Linked DNA regions of Sus scrofa: region 2 is linked to region 1. Evidence: chromatin contacts called from public HiChIP or PLAC-seq data. All regions are on one chromosome and are shown on one strand. Each heading gives the region's core, a stretch centred on a gene start, on an enhancer-like site or on the middle of the called end of the contact. The rest is flanking DNA. Distances are from core to core; before and after follow the strand shown.

What was found. HiChIP or PLAC-seq counts read pairs in DNA pulled down with a chosen protein or histone mark.
Region 2: an H3K27ac HiChIP or PLAC-seq map of alveolar macrophages shows a contact between it and region 1. The contact joins the promoter of CCDC166 here to the promoter of MROH1 in region 1. A contact is called at or near these places in 1 of 47 Hi-C or Micro-C datasets (liver) and 1 of 2 datasets of contacts at active chromatin or transcription factors (alveolar macrophages).

Annotation. Positions count from the first base shown.
Region 1 is chr4:575,440-580,746 of Sscrofa11.1, forward strand. MROH1 (maestro heat-like repeat-containing protein family member 1) reads right to left here and starts at 2,420. Exons shown (of 44, transcript XM_021090405.1): 1 at 2,276-2,420.
Region 2 is chr4:917,361-922,491 of Sscrofa11.1, forward strand. It overlaps CCDC166 (coiled-coil domain-containing protein 166), which reads left to right and starts at 3,072. Exons shown (of 2, transcript XM_013993490.2): 1 at 3,072-4,004; 2 at 4,098-5,131. The coding sequence starts at 3,564. The coding sequence ends at 5,036.

The DNA.
Region 1 (5,307 bases), core at 1,170-3,669:
CGCCACTGCTCACCTGGGCCTCGGTGGACCCTGGATCTGAACTAAGCACAGACACCTGCTTCCAGGCACATGTGATAGTTGTGAATACAGCCAGCAAGCAGCCCACGGGCTTTACCTCTGATCCACCAGAGCCCTCAGCAGGCAGCAAACAGCCCTGGGGGAGTGAGAAACAGCAAGATGCAGGTTCCAACAGTCTGCAGCAGCCTGGACCTTGGTTTCAAGGTAACCAAGACAGCTCAACTCCAGGCCATTTCACACTGACGCCAAAGAGAGACCAGAGACATGTGCTCACTGGAGCTATGACGGTCAAAGATCCTGCAGACAGCCCCTTGGCTGTCAGGACTGTAGGGGCAACCACATAACAATCATGCTACCAGTGAAGGGTCCCACCACCGATGACAGGGGTCTCCTGGGGCCCAGGGCCTGCTGGCCACGTCCATCTGGATCGTCTCCAGCACGCACATCTGACAGGGCTAACACTGTCTTCCCCACTGACTTCTCCCCGGCCCCCACCTCACCGGCCTCTTCCTGTGTCATCATGCACTCAGGTGTCTAAGTCAGGAGTCAGCATCACCCCTCCTGGTCCTCCATCTCCCTCCGCACACCCCACAGTGGCTCACTGACACCCCCTTCTCCACCTCTACCACCATCCCTTCCCACCGTGGCTCCTGCCTCCAGAAATGTCCCCTCCAAGTCGGCTCCACCCCCAACCCCACATGCCTCCCCACCAGACAGCTGCTCTGGCCCCCACCCCCCTTGGTGCCTCCCTGCCCCCACCCTGCCAGGCTGGCAAAGGGGAACCTCCGGCAAGTGTGTAGATTGGAGCTGTGGGTGCCCACAGAGCCCTCTTCTCAGGCCCTGCCACTGCATTACAGCTGTGGTGGCGCTGCAGGAAAATCAGAACCCCAAACTGGGCCCAGGAGCCCAGGGACTGGGGGCCGGCCCTGGCCGAGCACCACCTAGTTCTCAGCTTAATTGACAGCTGGATTTCCTGAAGCCCTTCCAGCTGTACCATCTACACTACGGGGCCAGTAATCCTCAGGATTTGGGACAAATGACCTCCCTGCTCTGGACTGCCTCCCCCTCTAATGTCAAAGAGAAAATGGAAAGAATGCAATGGTCCCTTCCCTTTCCGACTCTAAGGGTTTAGGCTCAGCTTGCCATAGAGAGGAACCCCGCAAGCCTGCTGGGGAAGCAGAGACCTGGACCACACGCCTCCGCAAAGTGACAGGCACTAGGACTCGGGGCCAAAAGACCCCCAGGGCGGGGATGGGTACGGAGACCAGGGACCCTGAGTCCCACCCTGCAGGGGGCGGGCAGGGGGCCGGGCGCCCAGAGTTCCACGCCGACGTGGGGAAGAACATGAGCGGCTCGGCTCCCAGGCCGCTCTTCCGGGTTGTGACGCAGCGAATCCGGATGCGCGCGGGGCCGGCCGCACCTGAGTCCGGAGAAGGGGGCGGGCTCGGCCCCGCGACGCCCGGGACCCTCCCGAGCTCACCTGGTGACCTTGGAGAGGCGCCCCCTGACTCGGTTTCCCGCGCGGCCTGAACAAGGGGGCCGCCCCAGGGCCCACAGCGCACACTTCCCCGAGGGGGCCTCCCGAGCGGCCCCCGACTCCCGACCGCCGGCCCAGATCGAGGTTTACCTAAAGGTCCGCGGCAGCCGCCGCCCGGGCGCCGCCCTCCCGACTGCCGCGGCCGGGGGTGGGCGTGGCCAGGCGACAGCCCGCCCCGCCGCCCTCTGCCAACCGCAGCCCGGCGCGCGGCGGCCCGGCCCCGCCTCCACGCGATGTCCGCGCTCATTGGTCCGTGGGGCGTCCTTCTCGTTCGCTCTCTTTCCACCACGCCCACCGAGCCCCAGAGGGCCGGAGTGCGCAATCTCCGCCTCGCGCTCGGCCCCGCCACCGCCGCCCCGTGACATCCGCACCTGACTGTTGGGTGAGAATACACCGCCCTGTGGACCGCAAGGCGTTCGTCCGGTTGCGGGACCCCGCCTCCTTCTCGCTCTGCTCTGTGTCCCTGTCCGACACTTACATCCAGACGGTCCTGGCACACAGACACCGCCCCACATACGGAAGGACGCATTGGGGACACGGGCTCAGCGCGCCAATTAGCCCAAAGCCGGTCCCCGCGCAAATACATACTTGTCCAGGTACACACGCCAGGTGGGCCTGACCTGGTAACACATGGGCACTGTCAAGTCCTATATCTCTCACACACGAACACAGCAAACACCCCAAAGACCCCAAGCCCTCCGCCAGCAGGTACACGCATACATGCGCATGGTTCAGCAGGCCAGCAGACTGTGGGGATCCAGATGAGCAGGTGTCCTGTAGTTCCCGTGTGGTGCAGTAGGTTAAGAATCCGGCGTTTTCTCGGAGGCCGTGGGGTTTGATTCCCAGCTCGGGAACTTCCGTAAGCTGTGGGTGTGGCCATTAAAAAGGAAAAAAAAAAAGGAAGTTCCACTTGCGGCTCGGCGGTAACAAACCCGACTGGTATCCATGAGGACGTGGGTTGGATCGCTGGCCTCGCTCAGTGGGTTAAGGATCCGGCACTGCTGTGAGCTGTGGTGTAGGTCACAGCGCAGCTCAGATCCTGCATTGCTGTGGCTGTGGCATAGGCTGGCGGCTGCAGTTCTTTTTTTTTTTTTTTTTTGTCTTTTTGCCATTTCTTGGGCCACTCTCGCGGCATATGAAGGTTCCCAGGCTAGGGGTCTAATCAGAGCTGTAGCCGCCAGCCTACCCAGAGACACGGCAGCACAGGATCTGAGCCGTGTCTGCAACCTACACCACAGCTAATGGCAACGCCGGATCCTTAACCCACTGAGCAAGGGCAGGGATCGAGCCCGAAACCTCCTGGTTCCTAGTCGGATTTGTTAACCACTGCGTCACAATGGGAACTCCCTGGCAGCTGTAGTTCTGATTGGTCCCCTGGCCTGAGAACTTCCATATACTGCAGCTGTAGAAATAATAATTCTTTAAAGGTCTGCAAATAACAAATACTGGAGAGGGTGTGGAGAAAAGGGAGCCCTCCTGCACTGTTGATGGGAATGTAAATTGGTGCCGCCACTATGAAGAACACTACGGAGTTTCCTCAAAAAAATAAAGATAGGGAGTTCCTGTTGTGGCGCAGTGGAAACAGATGCAACTGGTATCCATGAGAAGGCAGGTTCGATCCCTGGCCTTGCTCAGTGGGTTAAGGATCTGGCATTGCCATGAGCTGTGGTGGTCACAGATGCAGTGCAGATCCTGCATTGCTGTGGCTGTGGCGTAGGCTGGCAGCTATAGCACTGATTTGACCCTGAGCCTGAGAATTTCCATACACTGTGGCTGTAGCCCTAAAAGCAGAAAAAAAAAAAAACTAATACAATATTGTAAATCAACTATACTTCAATAAATAATAAATTTTAGGCATTCCCATCGTGGTTCGGTGGGATACAAATTTGACTAGTATCTGTGAGGATAGAGGTTCAATCCTTGGCCCCACTCAGTAGGTTAAGGATCTGGCGTTTCCATGAGCTGCGGTGTAGGTCGCAGATGCAGCTTGGATGCTGCACTGCCATGGCTGTGGCATATGCCAGCAGCTGTGGCTCCACTTTGACCCCTGACCTGGGAACTTCCATATGCTATGCGTATAGGCAAAAAAAATTTTTTTAACCTTTCTTGGCCATGCCCATGGTATGCAGAAGTTCCCAGACCAGAGATTGAACCCATACCGTGACAGTGGCAACACCAGATCTTTAACTGCTGGGGAACTTGGAAAAAATCTTTCTTAAAAAAAAAATGAATCTGGGAGTTCCCATCATGGCTCAGTGGTTAACAACTCCGACTAGGAACCATGAGATAGCAGGTTCCATCCCTGGCCTCGCTCAGTGGGTTAAGGATCTGGTGTTGCTGTGAGCTATGGTGTAGGCTGCAGATGGATTGGATCCTGCGTTGCCGTGGCTGTGGTGTAGGCTGGCGGGTACAGCTCTGATTTGACCCCTAGCCTGGGAACCCCCCTATGCCGCGAGTGCAGCCTAAACACACACACATGCACACACTCACATACACACAGGAGGATAAGGTCCACTCGGCCCCCAAGGATGCTGCTCACCCAGCCTTGCCCCTGCCAAGTTCAGCAAGGTGCACAAAGGCCGCATCCCGCCCCCAAGGGGCTGTGGCTGTCATGCAGGCGTTGCTTCCACCCCCACAGGTGGCCAGCAAGATCAGCTCCGCCGCTGAGGCCCCTGTGGAGTGCTGCTCCCACAGGCCCTGCCCGGGGAGACCTTGCCATTCAGTGCTGCCTACAAGCACCTGAACGGGCACAGAGCCCCTGCGACAGCCTGTTCCTGTCCTGCTCACCCTCCCCCCGCCCGGCACCCTTATGCTGCAGCCCCACCCCATCCCGAGACTCCAATCCAGTGCGCTTGACAGCCCCTCCTAGGGGTGACAGTAGACAGGTGGGGATCTGACAGGTGTAGCTGTCTGAGGCCTAGGAGAATGGCCAGTGCTCCTGCTGGTGCTGGAGCTGGCAGCCCGTGGCACTCTGCGGGAGCACGTCAGTGCAGTGTCTGACCACCACTGCTGCCCGGGGCTGGAGAGGAGGCCTGCGGCTACTTTGGCAGCTGGTCAGCATCGTAACCCACTGCCATGACTCGAGTGTCGTGAACTGGTGAGGGTGCCTGCTGCCCCACCCACCCAGACACCTGGAGAGACCAGCCCCCAGCCCAACCCAACTCTTACCCCAGCCAGGCCTGCATTCAACCCTCCTAAGAGGCCTGGACCCCAGCCTTGCCTGCTCGCCCAGGCCCAGCACACAGCCTTTCCCAGGAGTCACGATCTCCTTCCCCCGGCACCGCCTTGCTGCATGCCCAGCATAGTCTTCGGCTTTGCCGGTTGGTCGGGGCTCAAGAACGCACTGCTAAGCTCCTTCCGTGTCTCCGTCGCCGACACGCCCCGCATCCTCCTGAGCGGGAAGCAGGGGGAGCAGGAGCCTGTGTGACGGCCACCCCAGGGGCTCCAACGGCCCTGCAGCAGGGCCCCAGGGGAGGGGAGGGGGCACCCTGAGAGGCCCACACCTTGGAGCTGTCGTCCTCTCCGCCAGGGTGGCTGGGGAGCTGCCGGAGCGACAGCCCCACCACTTATGCTGCCCCTGAGGTGCAGGGGCCCCAGCTTCCCACCAGGCCCGTCCTCAGGTAAGCGCCTCCTCCCTGTACCCCTCCCAAGTCCCACTCGTGCCTGCAGAGTGGGCAGAGTTTGGAGAAGGGTCATTCCTCCCTCAGCCAGGCTGGGAAGACTGTGGGCAGGGGCTGGGGTGGGGGGACAGG
Region 2 (5,131 bases), core at 1,822-4,321, 340 kb after region 1:
GTCTTGCTATGCTGCACCCTCCCTCCTCCAGGATTCCCCGTGGCCTGCAGTGCTGGATGCGGCAGGTGTGGAGTGACTGAAACGCTCATTCTGCGATCATGGGACTATAAACTGCTACAACCACTTTGGAAAACGATTTGGTAGTTTCTTAAAACGTTTAACACAAAGGTACAGTGACCCAGGCATCACCCAAGAGAAACGAAGACATATGTCCACACAAAGAATGGCTCATGCAGGCTCACGCAGCTTTACATGCAATAGCCTCAACCGAGAATCAACCCAGTGTTGCTGCCAACGTTTGAAACAGAGAGATGGGTAAGCAGAATGTGATATAACCATGCGAGGGCACGTCACTCAGGAAAAGGCGAGGAAGTGCTGATGCCCATGACATGACGGATCTCAGAATCCTGATGCTGATTAAAGAAGCCAGTGTCGTCCCAAAAGGGAACCCTGTAGGCTGCCCTCTGTACCCCCTCTGTGCAAATTTCCAGAAAATGCCCGCTGCAGACCTCGGAGGGCCTTGCCATGGAGTGGAGAGAGGGGCAGACGACAAGCCGTACAAGAAAACTTCTGGAGGCGACAGACGTGCTCGGGTGAGGGATGGCCGACGAAGACTCGGGTCGAAACCGGTTAGATCAGACTTTAAATACGTGCTGTTCGATACGGACTCAGACCCTGAAAAACGTGCAGTTTCCAGGGGAGATGGGTGGGGGTGGGGGTGGGGATGGACGGGCTGTAACATCGGGTTGTGGTGACCACTGTAAACTATAAATGTGATAAAACTTGCTGAGTAATTTAAAAAATAAAAATCAGAAAAAATCCGCATGTGCTGTTTATTGTACTTCGCCTGCCTCTCACTGGAGGGGTGGGGCATCAAGGAGAGAAAAAGGAATGAAGAAGGGACGAGAGACTTCTACCTCTGGCCGGGACTGAGTAGCTGGTACTGGCCCCGCCCTCTGTCAACGAACAGCTAGGAAACCGGACAAAGTACATGAAACAACTGCGGAAACACCGGACAACAACCAGGGCTGTGCTCTCAGCAAAGGAGACACAGGTGACGTCCTGCTGATTCCACTGCCGACACCACATCAGGGTGGAGACGGAGACACGTCTATGAGTCCAAGCAAGGAACCACTGGGCAGGGGAGGGGGAAGCTGAACATTCCAGATTTCGCCTAGGTCGTAAGGGCTGGGCAGCCAGGGTGGACACCAGGCCATTCAGGAGAGACCCCAGGGGCGTCACGCCTCAGTGAAGGCTCTACACTAGCTCTAGACCAAAGGCCACTCCAGGTTCATCAGGAGTGTGGGAACAAGCCTCAAAGGGAATAAGACCATACAAACATAGCTTAACAGCCTGCCAGAAAGTCAGCCCTCTTTAAAGGGAAACAAGAGAACACTCAACAACAAATTCCACAATAGCCATCATCCAAGAAACGTTACTAGACTCACCCAATTAGAAATATGGACACGTGGCGTTCCCGTGGTGACTCAGCGGAAACGAACCTGACTGGCATCCATGAGGACACAGGTTCCATCCCTGGCCTCGCTCAGTGGGTTAAGGATCTGGCATTGCCGTGAGCTGTGGTGTAGGTCACAGACGAGGCTCAGATCTGGCATTGCTGTGGCCGTGGCGCGGGCCAGCAGCTACAGCTCCAATTCGACCCCTAGCCTGGGAACCTCCACATGCCACGGGAGCGGCCCCCTGCCCCCCCAAAAGATGGAAATTCCACATGGTCTTGAAGTTTGTCATTTTATTATTTATAAATTACATTTTTTACAAAGAGGCACATGCCCCAAATGTGTCCCCAAATTTAAAAGGCTCTGCCACACCTCTGGTGCAGGTGCCACTAGCTGGAGCAAGTCCAGCCAGAGGAGCGACTTACCAGGCTCCAAGAGCAACTTCCTGGAGTTCCTACTGCAGCGCAGTGGGATCAGCGATGTCCCTGCAGTGCCAGGACGTGGGTTTGATCCCCGCACGTCACAGTGGGTTAAAGGATGGGACGGTGTCACAGCGGCAGCAAAGGTCGAAGCTGCAGCTCGGATCTGATCCCCGCCCTGGAACTCCATATGCTGTGGGGCAGCCAAAGGGGGAAAAAAAAAGCCACCTCCTAAGACAGTTTTCAACATAAGCCTTCCTACAAATGTGGTTTCCTAAACCGTGCCCCCCACAAAGTTACAAGTCAGCAATCCTTGAACTTGTTTTTCTTGCAGCAAATGTGGGCAGACCTGGACAGAACCTTGACTGTATGACGGCAAGACCGAAACGTGTAGATTAAAGTTACTTGTCTAAGGCATCTGACAGGATGGGAGGCTCGACGCTCTGCTCACTCTCTGGGCAAGGAGGGGTTTACGATGTTGTTTCCGCAATGCTAATGGCAGAAGGAGCCCAGCCAAATCGCTGGACGTGCCCTTCCTCTCCAGCCACGCTGGCCAGCTGGGAAAGAAGGCCCAGGTCCAGCGGCGGGTGGGATATCGGGGACTGATGCTGCACGTGTGGGCTTAGGAGCCCAGAGAGGAAACCCCAGAGAGAGACAGACACACTGCACTGATGGATGGCATTTTGGCGTGCTCGACCCTCGCAGAGGCCCTAACTCCCACGAAGGCTCCAGGACAGGCAGGAATCATGAAGCGCCTCGAGGAAAACCAGGGTCCCCGGAGCGATAAGAAGCTGCGGGGAAGCGCTCTGTCCTGAAGAGATATAGGGACATTTCACGTGTGTGTGGTGGGGGAGGCCAGGAACCTGGCGAGGACTCTCGCCATATGGGGACAAGTGGGGGAAGAGCCCATTGGTGTACAGTCCGCAAAGGGCCCGAGTCTGGCACGTGGAGTGGGCGCACCTCTGACGGCTGCCGTCTGTTAGAAGCAAGCCCAGGAGTTCCCGTCGTGGCGCAGTGGTTAACGAATCCGACTAGGAACCACGAGGTGCGAGTTCAGTCCCTGCCCTTGCTCAGTGGGTTAACGATCCGGCGTTGCCCTGAGCTGTGGTGTAGGTCGCAGACGCGGGTCGGATCCAGTGTTGCTGTGGCTCTGGCGTAGGCTGGTGGCTACAGCTCCGATTGGACCCCTAGCCTGGGAACCTCCATATGCCGAGGGAGCGGCCCAAGAAATAGCAAAAAGACAAAAAAAACAAAGCAAGCTCAGCATCGCCCTCCAGGGAAAGCCGAAGTCCTGCGCGCCTGGGGTTTGCAGCGAGCACACAGGCCGTCATGCACGGACTCCTCCGAGTGAGGGAGTCGGGGGTAATGGAGAAAGGCGAGTCGGGCCATTGCCCTGGCAACGGGGCGCGGGGGGGTGGTGGTGGTGGGGAGTGGGGAAGAGCGACTACGTTCTGTTTCCATGCAGACCGCAACTCCACTAAAGGTGGGCGAGCCCCGACGGCCGGCCAAGATCCGGAAAGAGACCACTAGCAAAGGTTGGCGACGATGCCCTGACCCCTGATGGACCGCAACCCCCTGATTCCGGCCTCCAACCTCGTGACCCTGAGACGCTTCCAGCCCCGCCAGAACATTCGGGCCGGAGGAGGGGAAGGGCGGAGCTGGAGTGGCGGGCTGGGGGACCCCAGCCATGGCGCCCAAGAAGAAGCGCGGGACAAGCGCGGGGCGCCGGTCGGGCGCGGGGGGAGAGGGCGCCGAGCCGCCGCTGTCGGAACGCGCTCAGTACCTGCAGCGCGAGTACAAGCTGCTCTCGGAGCAGCTGGACGCCTGCGAGCAGCGAGTGGACCAAGTGCTGCGGGACAACGCCTTCCTCGACCGCGAGGCGCTGCGCCTGCGCGAGGAGAACCGGCTCTACGCCAGTTACGTGAGCGCGCGCGCCCAGCGCTGCGCCAACGCCGTCGTCCGGCTGGAGGAGCAGAACCGCGTGGACTTGACGCTGATCCACTGGCAGCGGGCGGAGCTGGCATCGCTCTACCGCGGGCGTGAGGACGGGGTGCGCGCGCAGCTGCTGGAGATGGAGGCGCGCGCGGCGCAGATGGCGCAGCAGGTGCAGGCGTTGCAGCCCTACAAGGCCAGTGCGCACCCTCCCGCGGGCGGGCGGGGCGGGAGCTGGGCGAGGTGGGTGCGCGTCGTAGACCCGCGCTGACCCGCGCGCCCGCCGCAGGAGCTGCAGCTGGAGCAGTTGGCCCGGATCCGGACGCTGGAGCGCGAGCTGCTGCACATGCGCGTGGAGCACACGCAGCTGCTCCACCGCGTGAAGCGGCGCTTCCTGGAGGACAAGGCAGCCTTCGAGCGCGAGGCGCGCCAGCGCGTGCAGTCCCTGGCGCGGCGTGCGGAGCGTGAGGCGGCGCGCGCGCTCTTCGCGCACACTCAGGCCATCAGAGCGGACAACGGGCGCCTGCGGCAGGAGCTGCTGCGGCTGCTCCGCCGGGCCCAGCTGCTGCACGACATGCGGCGCCAGTTGCTGGAGCAGCGGGAGCAGCTGCGGCGCGAGCACGAGGACACGCGGGACTTGGCGCGCGTGCATGGCTGGCTCTCCCGCGGCCCCGAGGGGCCGCCGCTGTGGCAACCGCCGTCGGCTGCCTCACCCCCGGGGCCGTTCGCCTCCTCCACCAGCCCGCTGCGCGCCTTCTCCCGCGTTCCCTCAGCCTGTGCCTCACGGAACCCGTCTCAGGTCTCGTGGCGCCCGGCCTCTTGGACGCTTGCGGCTTCCCGGGCCGCGTCGCTGACCCCGTCGCGTGTTGCCCTCAGAGGCCCGTCACTGGCCCCTTCGAGGGCGGCTTCCCAGGCTCCATCCCAGCCCCCATCGCAGGTGGGCTCCAGGGTACCGTCCTCGATCCCTTCGCGCCCAGCCTCCCGGGTCCCTTCCTGGACCTTGTCCCGCTCGGGCTCCCGGATCCTTCCCTGGACCCCATCCCGTCCGGACTCTCGGGTGTCGTCGCGGTCCTCGCTGGGTGAGCTTCACAGGACACCACCCTTTCTGGGAAGTCCGTCCCCAGAAGGGGCTCTTGCGGCCTCCCAGTCGCCGGAGACCGTGAAGGTGACGCTGGAGCCGAAGCTGCCTCTGGGAGAGCCTGAACCTACCCGGAGGGAGGCCAGTTAGGCCAGAGGGTGGGGGAAAACGCGTGCGCAGCACACGGATTTGGTGAGTGGATTATCAATAAAGGTGTGGCAGCCTCGCCCCACGCTGCTCTGGCA